Regions from separate parts of the Mus musculus genome. Here regions 2, 3, 4, 5 and 6 are each linked to region 1. The links are chromatin contacts, called in public HiChIP or PLAC-seq and promoter capture Hi-C maps. All regions are on one chromosome and are shown on one strand. The core of a region is the stretch at or near the end of the contact, and the rest is flanking DNA. Distances in the headings are between cores, read along the strand shown.

The links. Promoter capture Hi-C pulls out the DNA fragments that hold promoters and counts their contacts. HiChIP or PLAC-seq counts read pairs in DNA pulled down with a chosen protein or histone mark.
Region 2: an H3K4me3 HiChIP or PLAC-seq map of bone marrow-derived macrophages shows a contact between it and region 1, with 4 times the contacts expected there. The contact joins the promoter of Zfp358 here to the promoter of Snapc2 in region 1. A contact is called at or near these places in 12 of 39 promoter capture datasets (the C10 cell line, the HPC-7 cell line, cranial neural crest and 9 more), 1 of 15 datasets of contacts at CTCF or cohesin (large pre-B cells), 3 of 484 Hi-C or Micro-C datasets (embryonic stem cells and muscle stem cells), 14 of 115 datasets of contacts at active chromatin or transcription factors (bone marrow-derived macrophages, embryonic forebrain, embryonic midbrain and 6 more) and 4 of 9 other capture datasets (adipose tissue, embryonic stem cells, liver and 1 more).
Region 3: a contact with region 1 is called in a promoter capture Hi-C map of pre-B cells, with 2.6 times the contacts expected there. The contact joins the promoter of Insr here to the promoter of Snapc2 in region 1. A contact is called at or near these places in 2 of 39 promoter capture datasets (cranial neural crest and pre-B cells), 4 of 115 datasets of contacts at active chromatin or transcription factors (astrocytes, bone marrow-derived macrophages, double positive thymocytes and 1 more) and 1 of 9 other capture datasets (adipose tissue).
Region 4: a contact with region 1 is called in a promoter capture Hi-C map of hematopoietic stem and progenitor cells. The contact joins the promoter of Camsap3 here to the promoter of Snapc2 in region 1. A contact is called at or near these places in 10 of 39 promoter capture datasets (the HPC-7 cell line, cranial neural crest, embryonic stem cells and 3 more), 8 of 115 datasets of contacts at active chromatin or transcription factors (embryonic stem cells, extraembryonic endoderm stem cells, fetal liver and 1 more) and 1 of 9 other capture datasets (embryonic stem cells).
Region 5: a contact with region 1 is called in an H3K27ac HiChIP or PLAC-seq map of extraembryonic endoderm stem cells, with 4 times the contacts expected there. The contact joins the promoter of Trappc5 here to the promoter of Snapc2 in region 1. A contact is called at or near these places in 15 of 39 promoter capture datasets (the 3T3-L1 cell line, the C10 cell line, the HPC-7 cell line and 8 more), 1 of 15 datasets of contacts at CTCF or cohesin (embryonic stem cells), 17 of 484 Hi-C or Micro-C datasets (CD4 T cells, CD8 T cells, cerebellum and 7 more), 14 of 115 datasets of contacts at active chromatin or transcription factors (astrocytes, bone marrow-derived macrophages, embryonic forebrain and 7 more) and 4 of 9 other capture datasets (adipose tissue, liver, macrophages and 1 more).
Region 6: an H3K27ac HiChIP or PLAC-seq map of embryonic stem cells shows a contact between it and region 1, with 7 times the contacts expected there. The contact joins the promoter of Rps23rg1 here to the promoter of Snapc2 in region 1. A contact is called at or near these places in 8 of 39 promoter capture datasets (the HPC-7 cell line, cranial neural crest, embryonic stem cells and 2 more), 7 of 115 datasets of contacts at active chromatin or transcription factors (embryonic stem cells, extraembryonic endoderm stem cells and stem cell-derived neural progenitor cells) and 1 of 9 other capture datasets (embryonic stem cells).

What each region holds. Positions count from the first base shown.
Region 1 is chr8:4,251,684-4,254,383 of GRCm38.p6, forward strand. Snapc2 (small nuclear RNA activating complex, polypeptide 2) reads left to right here and starts at 1,419. Exons shown (of 5, transcript NM_133968.1): 1 at 1,419-1,621; 2 at 2,599-2,700. The coding sequence starts at 1,439.
Region 2 is chr8:3,491,844-3,494,599 of GRCm38.p6, forward strand. Zfp358 (zinc finger protein 358) reads left to right here and starts at 1,295. Exons shown (of 2, transcript NM_080461.2): 1 at 1,295-1,466.
Region 3 is chr8:3,278,243-3,280,942 of GRCm38.p6, forward strand. Insr (insulin receptor) reads right to left here and starts at 1,375. Exons shown (of 21, transcript NM_010568.3): 1 at 787-1,375. The coding sequence starts at 886.
Region 4 is chr8:3,586,196-3,588,895 of GRCm38.p6, forward strand. Camsap3 (calmodulin regulated spectrin-associated protein family, member 3) reads left to right here and starts at 1,255. Exons shown (of 17, transcript NM_027171.3): 1 at 1,255-1,764. The coding sequence starts at 1,617.
Region 5 is chr8:3,675,038-3,677,737 of GRCm38.p6, forward strand. Trappc5 (trafficking protein particle complex 5) reads left to right here and starts at 1,440. Exons shown (of 2, transcript NM_025701.4): 1 at 1,440-1,566. Gm45231 (a long non-coding RNA gene) reads right to left here and starts at 1,362. Exons shown (of 2, transcript XR_870093.2): 1 at 1,190-1,362.
Region 6 is chr8:3,566,649-3,569,348 of GRCm38.p6, forward strand. Rps23rg1 (ribosomal protein S23, retrogene 1) reads left to right here and starts at 1,350. Exons shown (of 6, transcript NM_001024728.2): 1 at 1,350-1,448.

The sequences.
Region 1 (2,700 bases), core at 169-2,668:
CAAGTTGGACCTTCTTTGTTCTTTACTTCCATGTCCCTCAACCAACCTCCTCAAACTCGAGTCTCATCCTTGTGTTAAGCAAATGTAATGGCTATTCCTGGTTGCCAACTTGACTATATCTGGAATGAACTACAATCCAGAATTAAAGGGCTCACCTGTGATCCAGATCTTGAGGCTGGAAGACACAAGTTTCTGACCTGGATTTTAGCATGGAGATCTTGAGGCATAGTGGCCATGAAAAGCAAAGGCCCACGTAAGGTAGTACACACCTTTAATCCCAGGAGACGAAGGCAAGGGGATCTCTGAGTTCAAGGTCAGCTGGGGACAAAGCAGGTCCCAGATCCAGGCTTGGTGGTACACACCTTTAATCTGGGCCACACCTTCTGCTGGAGACCTACATAAGGACATTGGAGGAAGGAAGACTCACTCTTCTTCACCTGCTTGCACTTAATTGCCAGCACATCTGTTGGAGCCTACTTCTACAGAAGACTAGCTGAAACAACTAGCCTCGTGGGGACTGAGTCACTTCTAGATTCTTGGACTTCCATTCACAGCTGCCCATTGTTGGGTTAGTCAGGCTGCAGACTGTAAGTCATCACAATAAATTCCCTCAATAGAGAGACATTCTGTGACTCTAGAGAACCCTGACTAATACAGCAATAAAGGAACTTCCGGGTTTAATCCACCAACGAGGAAACAGGCTTGGCAATACTATATCCCCTCAGAAGTGTCTAGGGCTGTCTGCCCCCATAACCCAGACTTATTTTTCTTGCAAGGCAGGTTTTCATTGGAGCCCAGGCTAGCCTGTAAACTCAGCGGCCTTCCTGTCTCAGCCTCCCAAATGCTGGGAATAGTGGCAAGCTTGGGTTGATCTGTTTCGATTTATGCCTTTTGCCCTTATGTATGTGTATGTAAACCATATGGGTGTACACTGCAGTTGGTTGTGAGCCACCATGTCTGTGTTAGAAATGAGCATTAAAGGTTGGTGAAGGAAGATTGGTTGGTGAAGAAGTGTGGAGGAGCGTGCCTTTAAACGGAGCATTCAGGAGGACGAGTTTGTGAGTTTGAGGCCAGCTTGGTCTACATATCGAGATCCAGGCCAGCCAAGATGACATAGAGCGACACTGCCTCACAAATGGCAAGCCCACGTTTTTGAGGGCATCTGCCCACTTCTCTATGAAAAGCAAAGCACACAGTATGGACTTCATGACGTAGTTCGGAAATATAGGGTCTAAAGTTTTTTGCTGCAGCTCACGAGTGACATAAAACGCAGATAAAACACTAATCCCTCTGCCCGCCTCAGTCTCTGTAGCAACACCCGGCAGCAGACAAACGCGAGCCACGCCCCCGGTCTGCTAACTTCCGCGAAGTGCTCTTGCAGACCGCCTCAGCCTCCGTAGCCCCGCCCACTAGGGAAAGAGCCCCGCAGTGTCCCGCTATGAAGCCACCGCAGAGACGGCGGAGGGTCCCAGCACGCTACGTAGGTGAAGCTACGGGCCCCACCGCTTGGAGCCCCCGCGAGATGCGGCATCTACTGAGACTACTTCAGGCTCGGCGGGGCCAGCCGGAGCCAGACGCCGCGGAGCTGGCCCAGGAGCTGCGAGGCCGCAGCGAGGCCGAGGTGAAGCCCTGGTGCTGGGGGCGGGGCCGGGGCCGGGGAGCGGGACGGCCGTGCTAAGGTGGAGCTGGCCGGGTGGGTGGACCGTCGCGGATCTCAGCGGCGCGCGGGATTTGCGTGCAAGATGGAGTTCAGGGCGGGGGTGTGGGTGGAATTTGAGGAGGGGGTCATGGAGGTGACCAAGGAATACTGACTGATCAGGGGCGGGTGACAGTGAGGTTTAGAGTGAGGCTAAACTCTGGTAAAGCTGCGGCGCAGTGGGTGGGAGGAGTTCGGGGGCGGGGCTGCGATGGCGTGCTGCCCGACTGCGGGTCTGTGAGTGAATATGGCAAGTGGAGCATGAAGAGGTGGTATGTGAGTGGGAAAGCCTGGGAGTGGGGCGTTACGACTGGGTGGAGTGAGTCTGTGGGTAAGGCTGTGGAGAGTTGTGAGGCTGTAGAGTGTGGGCGGGAAACGTCGGCGTGCTAAGCGTAGGGGAGTGGAGGTGAGTGGAAGAGAGGGTGGGGCGTGGATTAAGGCAGAGTTGGTAGCCCGGTGTGTGACATACACCTCTAATCCTAGCACCTGGGATCCTTTCATTGGTGGACCTCTTTGAGTTCAAGGCCAGCCCAACCTACATAGTTCCAGGACAGCAAATGCTGTCTTAAAAAAAAATATCAGCAATAACAACAAAAAAAGTTAATTTGAGTACAACCAAAGTGAGAATCTACAAAATGGAGTGGAGTGGAAGTGAACAGATTAGTTCTCATTATAAGAGCAAACAATGGCTCCAGGAAGGAACAAGAATAGGCCTAGCTTTTACATCTTCATTAGGTAGCTTGGTCACACACTGGGGCCTTGGCTCAAGTCCCAGCAGTTCTGGGAATGCACAACGCTGGACTAGTCCAGGAGAGGGAGCAGTAGCAGGGCCTGAGAACAGCAAGGTGGTAGACTTTGGTCTTGCCTCTGTTTCTGAGCTCACAGCCTGTCTTCCTCCCCAGATCTGTCGCTTTATCCAGCAGCTCAAGGGCCGGGTGGTTCGAGAGGCCATTCAGAAGATGCAGCCAGGTGGCAGAGAGGGGCCAAGGCATCAAGGAACACCG
Region 2 (2,756 bases), core at 45-2,544, 760 kb before region 1:
CACTTGTGTGATAGAGACAGGGGAGGGGGAGAACTTGTACTTACACATATATGTGGACTAGAGAGATTGACTTCAGGTGTCTTCCTCAATGGGTCCCACCTTATTTTAATTTTTTAAAATTGCATTTATTTATGTAGTGGTGTGTGTATATCTTCCATGTGGAGGTTAGAAAATAGTTTGATCTTTCCACCCATGTTGGTCCTAAGGAATCAGACTCGGGTCCTTGGCCTTTCACCAAGCACCTTTACCCACTAAGCCACTTGGTTGTCCCTCCAACCTTACTTTTTGAGACACAGTCTCACAATGACCCTGGGAGCTCACTGATTCAGCTAGACTGGCTGGCCAGTGAGCCCTTGGGTCTTCTTGCCTCAGCCACCTCAAAGCTAGGATTCTAGATACCCACCACTGAATCTGTCCTTCCACATAGGTGACAGAGATCTCAAGCCAGGTCTTCAGCTTCTGCAACAAGCAGTTTACCGACTGGGTCACCTCTCTAACCACCTGTCTTACCACAAACCATCACCCACTGAGCCATTTTGACAGCCCTAAACTTTCTGAGATAATACTAGATGAAGAAAAGACAAGTGCATATTTAAATTGCAGGCCTTCTCAAAGCACACCCTCCCCCGGCCTCTTGCTTATATAATTTGAGTATCATGATAGCTGGTGTTTGAAACAAGATAGAGAAATGAAAAAGAAGGCAAGACAAAGGTAGGCAGAGACAAAAGGCAGAGGCAGAGAAAATGACTGGGCCAGAGGCAAAGAAATTAAAAGAGGAAAAAATAAATTACGGTAGAGAAGGAGAATGGGGAAAAAAGGAGGACTGGAGAGATAGTTCAGCATGTAAAAGTGCACGGCCAAGCCTGCAGACCCTGGTTCTATCCCTGGGATGGAATAAGGAGAGAACGGACTCCTGGAACTTATCTACTGATTTCCCCATGCGCAACACGGCATGCATAGGCACTGAATCCATTTTTTAAAGAAGATAATGAAAGAGATGGAGAGGAGGGGACAGAATGGAAGAAAGATGGACAGATGGAGACAGAGATACAGATGGAGAGTCAAGATCGGGGGTCGGAGAAGGGGCCCGAAAAGTCACATGGGTGCATGGAGGGTTAGGGTGGCGCGGGTTGGTAGGGCGCAAACAAAGACTGGACGCGCGCCAGCTCGGGTGGCCCTGGTCGGGACAAAGGCTTGGCCCGGGGGCGGGGGGGTGGGGTGGGGCGGCGCGGGGGCAGCGATGGCGCCGGCCGCGGAGGGCTCGAGCGAACTACAAGTCCCAGCAGCTCCCGCAGCGGCCCTCGGCCGGCCCCTCTCGCTCCCCGGGAGTGCCTGGCGGGGCCGCTGGGCCGAGGGGGCCGCCAGCGGGTCTGGCGATCGGTGGGGTTTCCTGCAAGCCTGGGGCGGGGAGACACCGGCTGGCCAGCGCGAGTGCAGCCAGGCCGGGCAGGGGCGAGGGGCATCGGGTGAGTGACCCCGAAAGCGGATCGGGCTGGATTGGGGAAGGCTGGACAAAAGGGGGAGGTGGTTGGGAGGAGACCCCTCAACACTAAGAGCAGGGTGCGGGGCGCGGCCCCAGGCTATCTCTACGCACCCCTTGCAGAGTACATGGTGCCAGCGCTCTACTTGGGGGGTCAAGGTGGCGGACGCGGTGGGAAGGGGGTCCGGAGGAGCTCAGGCCTAGTACGTTTATCCGGCCAACGGCGGGACCACCCCCTAATCTACAGTGAATCTGAGATCCGGATGGGTGGAGGCGCCCGCTAGCTCGGAACCCACAGAACAGAACACCTCCTTGTTTCAGAAGGGGGTTCTTTTTTTCTGGAAACCAAGAGAAGCTTGGGGCATTGTTCTTCCTATGTGGGACTTTATACTCCATAGTGTGTGTGTGTTCAGAAGGGAGGTGTCGTGTTACCTCAAGAATCCCAAGAAAAATCCCAGTTATTGTTATCTTCCACATTCAGTCTTAGGATGTAGAGCTCTGGAAGCTCATTTTCCCAAGAGATGATCGGGGTGCACCTGCCCTCTGCACATCTACGAGACAGATGTGAGTTTCCATTCAAGATGGGAGTTCATGAGGCTGCTTCCTTCGAAGGCAATCTAAAAATACCTTGTCTCCAGAAATCTGGGCGGAGACCCCGGGGTACTGCCCACTAATCTCCAGCAGTTGGGCCTAGGTAGAGAAACTGTTGGGGGAAACTCAGCGCCCCTCTGTGTACTATCTCCTGACTGTGAGGTTGGGGTCAGGTAGGTCTCCCTAGTCCCCTGGAGCCCAGCCCAACAAAGAGTTCACTTAGCCCCAAGGTAGAGAGGTGTTACTCTTTCTCCACATCTGCCTCTTTCCCTAAAACAGTCTTCATACCCTAATCAAGGAGTGTGTGGTTCAGGAACTCCCTTCCCTTGAAGACATTCCTCCTCAGCCCTCTGTGCCCCACCCCCCAGTTCTCTCTGTAACCCCCCAGAGGCCCCCCCCCAAGCTATAGTTATCACCGGCTCTTCACCAAGGGGTTAAAATCCACAATCTTATAAGCCAATTGGAAAATTGCTATATTAACTGCTCTCTCCACCCTCTGGCTGTGGAGTTCTTAGTGATCCTTCTGCCCCTTTCCCCAGAAGGGGGCCATGTATGCACCCCTCCTTAGTTTTGAAAAACGTTATTATTTTGTAGCCCAGGCTGATCAGATCTGCCAGCCTCATCCTCAAAAGATGCTGGGATAACAGATGTGTGCCACCACTGCTAGCTCAGGTTTCCACTCCCT
Region 3 (2,700 bases), core at 125-2,624, 970 kb before region 1:
CCTCTAGACATCTGGAAGTAGAGAATTATAAACATAGCAGCCACAAGGGGTCGATTCTCCAACAAGTGTCCTCCGTCGAAGAGGATACCCCTGGCTTTGGGTTTAAACTGCTCAGATGTCTGAATCTGTTGCAACCCAGTAACCATACTTACTTAAAGCAACCTCAAAGAGCCTCAGAGGACAGATTTGGGGTTAGAGAAAAGAACAGACACAGTTGAGAGGTGCACTGGGGACAGACACCCGAAGCCTGGGCGGGCACTGGGGCAAGGTTCCTCAGACCCGAGATGGACACACGCGGGGTACAGAGCCACAAGCCCAGTGAGCAAAGGCCAAGGTCAGCCGGGGTTTCACGCAGGGCCAGGGCCACCAAACCCACTCTTCCCCTTCCCCAGTGTAAAGATGATCACTATAGGGAGGGGACTCTTCATAGACACAAGGACGCTACGGGAGTCTTCAACCTTCAGTCCGTGGAGAGGGGGCTCTAGGTTGATGGAAGAAGAACGAGAAATGTCCACAACTCTCGTGAAAGGACTATATTGCTGGAGTGGTGAAATGGGTGTCTGTAACCCTGACTCCTTGGTGGGGCCTGGGGGGCTCTAAGTTGTATGGAGCAATGGGAAGGGTTGTCCCCATTACTCAGCCCAAAGGGAGAATTCTCTAGGTTGGCTGTGGCGGTGGAGAGGGGTGTCCCCGACCCTCACTCCTTAGGGTGAGGGTTCTAGATTGGCTGGGGCGGTGGGAGAAGTGTCCCCGACATACTGTGATCGCCTCTTGTCCCAGACTTACCCTCTCCAGGGTACAGGTGGCCGGCTGTGCCCACCAGCAACGCGGCCACGGCCACCAGCAATGGCACAGCCGTCGTCTCACATCCTCTCCCGAAGCCCATAGCAGTAGGAGTGCTGGGACCCCGGCGATCAGAGCACGCCACGCCGGCCTACTGGGGACATACTCCGTGAGAAGGTCTCTGGAGAGGCGCTCGGGGCCGCACGTCCTTCTCTTCCACGCCCGTGGCTCACAGGCCGCAGCTCTCCAGCCTAGAGGGCCCTGGGGACAGTCCCGGGAAGAGCACAGAGGCCTCGGCCGCAAGCAACACCGTGGCGCGGCCCGCAGGTCACCCAGGCCCGGTCCCGTGCCCGCAATCCCAGAGTCCAGAGCTCACCGCGGTGCGTCTCCTGTCCGGGTCTCCTGCTTCTGCCCTCCGTGCAGCTCTGGGTGGGTCGCGTTGTGTGGAGTCTGAGACAGAGGGACGCGCGCACTGGAGGGCACCTGGGCTGGTGGTGGCGGCGGGAGCTAGGGCTCGACTCCAGCCCGTAAACAACGCAGCCCGTCAGCTGGGCCCGCGCGGGCCAAGGGAAAAGGTGGCGCGGATTAAGACAGGGAAGGGACTGTGCGCTCCAGTGAGGCCCGCTGGGGGGGGAGGGGGAGAAAGCCAGCAGAGCTCGGGGAGGCGTGGCCAGAGCTGGCAACGCCACGCCTCCTCGCCTCCTCGCCTCCTCGGCCCCTTTGCCCCCTTGCCCCGTAAAACCCGCAACTTCAGAGACCCGAGGCTCACTTCAGATTCTTCCAATCCCAACACCCCGAACTGCTGGCTTAGAAAGATTACGATTTAAAAGCTTGTAAGCGTTCTCAGATACCAGTGTAACATAAACACCCAAACAACTCTAAGACTCACCTGTCAAACGTCCGGAGCTGCCCATATCCGCACCTGACACGAACGCCCCCAAAGAGTCCCAAAGTTCCGATTTTAAAACCTAGGGGTCCCCAGATCCCCGCCTGACTCGAAAACCACTAAACAGGCCTGAGGTTCCAGTTTAAAAGCCTAGGGACGCCCCCAGGTCCCCTCCTGACTGCAGCAAACACAAGTAACACCGAGGTTCCAATTTAAAGGTCTGGAGCACACTCTAGATCTCCGCCAGATCTAGACACCCCAAATTACCCCGAAATAACAATTTTAAAGTCTGGAAATGCCGCCAGATACCCCAGGACATAAACACCCCAATATGCCCCTAGATGCCAGATTCAACCAAGCACATTTTGTCTTTCTTTACTCCTTTTTACTATTTTTTTGACTCCCGTGGGGAATTCACTTTAATTCTTTACCTTTGATTCTGTTTTTCTTTACAGCCTATGCTACCAATGTCTTACGAGATTCTCCCAACCCTGGCTCTCTCGAGGAGCTAGTAGGCGCCCAACAAGTTCCCTCCCCAGTGAGCTCCCGCCCAGCAGCTTGGAGGCACCAGCTTCCAGGCCACAGCCACGTGTCCACAATGCAGGCAGCCTGTATTCCCTGGCCTGCGCCCCCTCCACCCAGCACTGAATTCCAGCAGAAATCAATAAGGAAATGACTCTAGAAGAACATAACAAGGCTTCTAGAAACACGTTAGAAACTTCATATAGGATCAGAGCAGACATAACTCCATTTTCAACACACATACCAGTAGGTGGCTGTATGTCTAAGAAAGCCATTCACTAGCAGCCCTGCTCAACCACATCATGAGGCGCTAACCCTGTCGGTGCCTTAGGAATATGTGCAGTACAGAGTCCTCTATCCTTTGCTTCACATGTTCACTCAGACCCGGACTGTGGCTGCTGGTCTGTGCAATGGGTTTGACAATATCTGTAAAAAAAAAGGTAAAAATAAAAGTAAAGTGGCAAGCAATAGAGAAAGACACTTAAGGTCAACCTTTGGCCTAGCACACC
Region 4 (2,700 bases), core at 5-2,504, 670 kb before region 1:
AGGGAAACCCTGTCTGGAAAAACCAAAATAAATAAATAAATAATAAAAAAAATAAAATCATAGCTGCCAGCCTTTTTCTAAGATCCATCTAGTCAACAGAGGGGAGTCCCTTAGGTTCTGCCTCACCTCACTCAAGCCACCTGTAACACAGGCCCCCAAACAGTGAGTGTTCCAACCCAGTTCTGTAGATAAATAGATTTGTATTATGGAGCTGGGAATGCTGAACCTGAAAACACACACACACACAAAAGACTGTTTATACCAAAAAAAAAAAAAAAAAGTATGCACCTACACATCATTAGTCACACACAGAAAGCCCCATGCACACAACCACACCCGCAAACACACAGATCCTCTCAGACCCTTACCTACATCTAGTCAGAGGCTTTCTTCAACAAATACTGCAGATATCAAAGGTACACATCAGGACATTTGCAATCCACCTAGTAACCCTACAGAGCTAATCTCACATACACAGCTTTTCTCCTGCCTAAATACACCCACTTGGTATCTCTGCCATCTTCCTGCCCTGACAGAGTCAACAATTACACCCTTATATGATAGATGTGTTTAGACTCACATCATTCTTTCTCCCCCCGCTCTTTCTCTTCCTTCATTTCCAATCTTAGAACACAGAAGGTTGTACAACACAATTCTTTGATTTTACTTATTTATCTCATGTATCCCAGGATCACCTTGAACTTACAAAAATTCTCTTCTTCCCACTTCCCAAGTGCCATGATTCTAGGCATGTACCTACCACCATCCCTAGCTTATTTGGTGCTTGGGATGGAGGAGAAGGTTTTGTACATACCAGATAAGGACTCTGTCAACTAGGGCACAACCCTAGCCACTTAATACAAACCATTGTACCACAACAGGTTTGAAACAGTCACCTTCACAAACAGATGACATCACAAATCTAGATACCTATAGACAGAGATGTTCACAGGTACTCTCAAGCAAGTGGATACAAACACATTCATTTTCTTTTTAAACTAGGACAGAGTCTTGCTGTGTAGCCCTGGTTGGCCTAGAACTTACTGTATAGTAATAGCCACAAACTCCATATGCATATGTGAACTCCACCTGCATATGTGTGGGATCAAAAGCCTACATGGACATCCATGACAAAGGGTCCCTAAGCCTCTCCAGGGTCCGGGAGTGAGCAGGAACACACGCGCGCGCGCGCACACACACACACACACACACACACACACACACACACACACACGAGAACGCATACAGGGACATGCGTTCTTCTGCAGCCCTTCCCTCATCCGCCATCACTGCCGCCCTTTGCAGCAGGAGGACCTATGGAAGCTTTAATGTCAGTGGGGACCCATGTGGACCCAGGAGCCAGAGAGAACTGAGTCCAATCTGGGGGCGGGGCGCACCTGGGTTCCGCCTTGGGGCGGGGTCGACGCCGCGTCGCCAGCGCGCTCGACCGCACCTGGTTCAGCGGCGCCTCAGCAGCTTTATTAGTAACAGCAGCAGCCGCGGCGGCAACCCGATTCGGGGTGGCGGAGGCTCGGCAGCAGCGCAGCGCAGCGCAGCGCACGCAGCCCAGCCCATCAGAGCGCGCGGACCCGGGCGGCCGTAACCCCGGCGTCGCCATGGTGGAAGCGGCGCCCGCAGGGTCCGGGCCACTGCGGAGGACTTTCCTGGTCCCCGAGATCAAGTCTTTGGACCAGTACGATTTCTCTCGAGCCAAGGCGGCGGCGAGTCTGGCGTGGGTGCTGCGGGCCGCATTCGGGGGAGCAGGTAACCCGAGGGCCTTTGGGGAGGGGACCGGGGGAGCCAGGCTGGGGCGCGGCAGGTGCGGGGGGCGGGGCGCCAAGCCGGGGCCGTGGGAACAATAGCTTCGGGGCTGCCTAGGGTCCCCGAGCTTTTGGTCTTTGCTAAGCTGGGCCTCCAAGCTTCCTGCTCGGACGGGGCCCTTGGACTTTGCCCGCCCGGGTCGCTGGAACGCAGTCGGGGGTGGGGCCCGCCAAGAGGCTGTGCGCCTTGGGACCCCGGGATCAGAGCCCCCAGGTGAGCAGGGGTGGGGTCTGCAGACCAATTTTGTGTGTGGTGGGGGAAGGGTCTCCTGGTAGTCCTCTGCTTCCCGCCTCCCACCCCACTCCTCAGACCCCAGGGCCTAACTGCATGGCCAACTCCCCTTTCACACACATCAGAAGCCTGTGATGGTTCCTCCTACCCCCACCTTCCCTATCTACCCTCACAACGTGTACGCGGTGGCTTGGACCCCGCAAGGAGCGTTTTAAGAGATCAGAGCTACAGCTCAGTGACTGGGACACAAACCCTGCCTTGCCGGTGGCCAGCGTGTGTGTGTGTGTGTGTGTGTGTGTGTGTGTGTGTGTGTGTGGTGTGTCTGGGACCACTCTTTCGTCTCGATGGCCCCGTAAAGGCTGGCAGTTGTGACTTATTGCCACATTTTCCTGAGGATTCAGGTAGGCATAAATGGCTCATTCACCAGCTGTTCTAGGGTGGCAGCTCGGGCGGCCAGGCCTTCTCTTATTGAAGCCACCCCTTTTCTCCTCCCTTCCGCATGCCCACAGGCCTGAAGGACTAGGGCCATTCCTACTGGGCAAATGAGGAAGGTGGATTATCAGACCTGGGAAGGCTCTCCAAGTCCTGGCTTTGGGCAGCTTCAGCCACCACAGGATAGAACTGGGAGGCCAGGCTTGGCCTTGGGAA
Region 5 (2,700 bases), core at 190-2,689, 580 kb before region 1:
AACATAATATGTAGTCAGAGGATCTATGTCTGACCCACGCAGGCTCCCTGACTGATTGGGAAGGGAGGAGAGAGAGAGAGAGAGAGAGAGAGAGAGAGAGAGAGAGAGAGAGGCGGAGAGAAGAGGAGAGGCCAGCCAGGAACCTGTGGAGAGAGGGGGAGGGGGATGAGGAGAGAGGGAGAAAGGGGTCAGGGAGGGAAGAGAGTCAGAGAGAGTAAGAATGTCTTCCTGTGGGGTCATGCTCTCCCCTTCAGCTTCTTCAATCCTTCCCCTAATTCAAACATAGGGGTCCCCGACTTCAGTCCAATGGTTGGGTGTAAGTATCTGCATCTGTCTCAGTCAATGCTATGAATTTTTAAATTAAGCATATGGGGCAGTGGCATGGTTCATCTGTAAAGCACTTGCCTAGCCATTGTGAGGCCCTGGGTTTCATCTGCAGCATTGTAAAAGACATAATTAAACCTGCACCTGACTTATGCAGGTTGGAGATATGAATAGACTCCAGGAGAAAATGACCTACATTCTTTCTGCCGCTTGTGTTTCCTCTTAAAAAGATCAGCTAAACACGGGAAGCTCTGGGCACATATATCACCTTAATTTTGTTGTCATCTTGGTCTACATAGCAAGACTGTTTCAAACAACCACCAACCAACCAATATACAGCACAAAAAATTAAGGGGCTGGGGAGGTGTCTTAATAGATAAAGTACAATTGTAAAGATCTGAGTTTGATCCTGAGTACCTACATTAAAAAAAAAAAATTGCTGGGTGTGTTGGTCACACCTGTAACCCCAGAACTGCCAGCCAGTGAGGTGTTTGTGGGGCAGACAGAAGGATTTTCTGAGATGCTTGACAGCTAGCAGAAATGGTTACCCCAGGTCCAGTAGTTAGACCCTGTCTTAAAATAAGTTCCAGAGCAATAGAGATAGACTCAGTGTCAACCTCTGGTCTCTGCACACAGGAGTGTTGGGCACATGAGACACACTGACACACAAAGGGAGGATAAGGATGGTCAGACGCCTCCGCAGGTAAAACTACTACTACTTCTAAAACACTGCAGCTACACCATCTGTGAAAGATGGAAAAACACCCCCAGATCAAGCGTTCTCCTTCACCCACTGGTAAAAAAAAAATCACGTGTCAGGGGAAATTGCGTGTAAATACATCACGTCTACAGTTCACGTACTTACATACTTAAGAAGATACGTGCCCGAGGGCATGCACGTGCTCCTGGGATAGAATACTTTGCATACTACACTCTTGCTCAAAAGCCAGCTTTTATAGCAAGATCTCATAGCCCAGTGCCCACCAGCGTTCTGCGCCGCGGGGCTTGGACACGGGCGCCCCCTTGCGGCCCCTCTCGGTCACCGCATTGCCCCGCCCTCCGTGCGCAAACGAGCTAGCCCGCGCACGCCTGCGCACTCACAGGCCTTTTACGACGCCATCAAGGAGTTCCGCTGACCCGCCCGCAGCACAGTTCCGGTTGAGACCTTTCCCCGCCCGAGAACCTTCTCCGGCGCGCTCGGGCCTCGTCTTTTTTTCTGTGCGTCCGGAGCAGCGTTCCCGGGTCAGTCTGCTTTGGGTTTCCCCTGGGGGTGATGCGGGTTCCGCGGTCCCGGCCGGGCGTCCTAGAGCAGCCCAGTCGAGCATTCTGCACGGTTCCTTTCCCCAGCTGGGGAGCCGGACGGTCCATCCTAATCTCCCAAGACCTGGCCCGTGGGACATGCTTTGTAGGGGAGGGTTGTCGGCTCCAATCCATTCTCCAGAAGCCATGAAGGCTTCACCTGGTGGTCTCCATTCACTGTTGTGACTCCCGGCTGCCGGCACGGGAGGCCCAGAGGCTCTCACCGCTTCCTCCTGCCTCCTCCACTAGTGTCCCCATCATCCGTGCAGTTTTCTAGAGACTTTGTGGGAGTATGAGTTCCGACGGGATCTCTTTTAGAGTTAAGGGTCACCGTGGAAACGGCTTCCTTCATGACAAATAGACACTTCCGCCGCTCCCCAACCTCATGTTACAGGGTTGGGAATTTTTTGCACCCCCTCCTGGCTTGGCCTTGGCTCACCGGTGTCCCTTACTGTCACATACTTTTCTAGCTTTCCTGGAGGGGTTGGGCAGGAAGGTCTCTAGGGTAGTCAGAGCTGGAGCACATGCCGGCTAGGGAAAACATAATTGACTGTCCTTTGTCCCCTCTCCATTCACCAATGTCCCGCCCCCGCTTTAAAGACAGAGTGTATTAGTGCTTTTCTCCTTCTTGTTGTGGTCATATATACCCGACAAAAGCAACCAGAAGAAGGAAAGGTCTGTTTATTCGGCTATTGACACATGGTTTCAGGAGCATGAGGCCGCTGGCATTGCATCCACAGTCGAATGCTGGCGCCAAGATCACTTCCTTCTTTTTACCTTAGGGTGGTGATGCCTGTATTCATACTGGGTCTTCCCTCTGGAAATCCAGAGACGTGTTTTCATGGTGATTCTAAATCTAGGTCGTGAAGACGAACCATTGCACAGGGTCTCACTGTGCTCTAGGCAGTCCTGGAACTCACCCGGGCTGGCCACTTTCTGCCATCTTACTGCCTCAGTCTCTGGAGTGCTGGGGCTGCAGGTGTGCTCCTCCAGTTTTGTGGCCTCTCTGTATTCCACCTTTTTGATTGATTGATTGACTAATTAAATTTTTTTGAGACAGTTTCTCTGTGTAACAGC
Region 6 (2,700 bases), core at 100-2,599, 690 kb before region 1:
ATCTTGGACTTGTGAATCTCTAGCTTCTTCCTCCTGGGATCATAGCACCATGCCTGCTTTAGTCAATACTTGGGATGGAACCCAAGGCTTTTTGCAGGCCAAGTGCTCTACCAACTTAACCACAGCCCTAAGCCCTCAATCATTTCTTCCTATTATCTCCAATGTGTTATTGCAATAAACGAGTAAGAACATTCTTCCATTTCCCCTGTTCCTGTTCTTAGGAAAAACAAACACTAGACTTGACAACAGAGGCTCATAGCTGACTGGCTTCATTGTAGTGCTTGATACACTTGGCTAAGTTGCTCTGGTAAAAGGCGGAAAAGTTTAACACCCCTGGCAGTGGGTGGAAGGTCCTGTTTCATGGCACAGTTGGAAATTATTAGACAGGACAGCTGGGAGGGCTACTGGAAGCACAGAACAAATTCAGGATGTTCGAGGCTCTGGGTTCCAACCCAAGCACATTGCCCCACCTCAATCAAACAGCAAACCAAACCTGGTGACATGGCTGTAACCAGAGCACTCACGCGGTGGAAAGCAGAAGCTGAAGGCCACTTTTAGTGTGTTTGAGGCCAGCCTGGCTTACATGTCCCCCAACCCCCCAAATAGGACTGGGGGTATGGCTCAGTGGGTAAAGCACTTGCCAACCTGAGTTCAGGTCCCTAGAAACCTCATAAAGGTAGAATGGACTCCACAAATTATCCTCTGACCTACACACAGAGAGACTACACACCTGCTCTCACACATTAAAAACGTGCAAGATAAAAACTTGCTGGGCATGGTAGCACACTCTTTAATCCCATCATTCGTGAGGTGGAAGCAGGTGGATCTCTGTGAGTTTGAGGCCAGTCTGGTCTTTAAAGCCAGTTCCAGGACAGCCAGGGTTGTTACACATAGAAACCCTGTCTTGAAAAAACAAAATAAATAAGTAACTCTTTCTTTGACTTAAAAGGGGAGGTGGGGCGCCATGTGATTTGCACAACTTTTAATCCTAGTGAAAGATTATCCATTAGACTGACTCCCAGATAAGCAGACCAAGAGGGAGATCGGCCAGAGCTAGGTAACAAAGATAGCAAGCTCCGAGGATGGTAGCTTCTTCCTCGCCCTGCTGAGCTGAGACAAAAGCCTGGAGGCTTAAAACAAATGCCTTACATGCTTTTGTCTCCTGCCAGCAGGACTCTGCTGCTGGTCTGGGTCAGGTGTCCGAGGTCTGCTCAGGACGGTCACACAACAGTTCTGAGCCAATCAGCTACTCTGTCTTTCTTCAAACTGACCAACCGTAAAGTAGGGAAGAAAACTCAGACTTTAAACCCCCAGCCTTCATTGTCAACCTCTCTGCTTTGCAGAGAGTCTTTCTCTCACCCCAGATAAATGCCTGTCCTCAACTGCCGATTCTCTCTGCTGCTGTCAGCAGACTGGAGATTTCTCCACTGCCACCTGTCGTGCTTGAGGTTTGTCCTGCCTTTTAGTTAGTGAATTGGCAGAGAAAACGAACCGGATAAAGAACCCTAGACTGTATTACTAGGACTTTGAAGGCAGAGGCGCGTAGAACTCTGTGTATTCAAGGCCAGCCTGGTTTATATAGGCCAGCAAGTTTCAGGACAGCCAGGTCTACAAAATGAGACCCTGCCTCAGAAAGAAAAAGAAAGAAAGAAAGGAAGAGAGAAGAGAGGGAGGGGGGAAAGGAAAGAAGGAAGGAAGGAAGGAAGGAAGGAAGGAAGGAAGGAAGAAGTTAAAGAACGCAGCTTTGTATATATATTATTTTAGTATATATTTGTTTATTTACTTTGTGTGTGTCTATATGTGCGTGTAGAGTTCAGAGGAGAACTTGCAGAAATCGGTTCTCCCCTCCCACCATACGGATCCCTGCAATCTACCTCAGAGCAAGCAGTCGTTGGGGTGGGGTGGAGGATTTTTTTAAAGCCCCCTGCAGCCTCCGTTGCTTTCCACACTTTTAATATCTTACTTCAGTATGCAAATTTTTTCCAATCCTCTGTTCTTGTGGCTTTTTTCTATGGCTCAAACAAGTGGTGGGTCCTGAGTGGTTGTGTTGGAGTGGGGTGACACTCTCCGCAGGTGTGAGCACTCAGAGAGGCAGATAGACTGGGAGGATCACATACTGTTTCTGCTTCGTGTTTGTTCATGTTTGTAAGTATTGATTTTGTATGATCAGCTTTATTTACCTGAGTGCAACGGGGTGTTATATTTGAAGAACCTGTGTGTGTGTGTGTGTGTGTGTGTGTGCGTGCATGTGTGTAGGTGTGTATGTGTGTAGGTGTGTGTATGTGCATGTGTGTAGATGTGTGTGTGTGAGAGTGTGTGTGTAGGTGTGTCTGTATGTGTGTCTGTGCATATGTGTAGGTGTGTATGTGGGCATGTGTGTCTGTGTGTGTACATGTGTGTTTGTGTGTCTGTGTCTGTGTAGGTTTGTTTGTGTGTGTGTCTGTGCATGTGTGTATGTGTGTGTGTGCATATGTGTATGTGTGTGTGTAGGTTTGTTTGTGTGTGTGTCTGTGCATGTGTGTATGTGTGTATGTGTGTCTGTGCATGTGTGTCTGTGTGTATGTGTGTGTGTGCATGTGTGTCTGTGTGTGTAGGTATGTCTGTGTGTATGTGTGGTGTGTCTGTGCATATGTGTAGGTGTGTGTGTGCATGTGTGTAGGTGTGTGTGTGTGTGTGTGTGTGTGTGTGTAGTATAGAGAT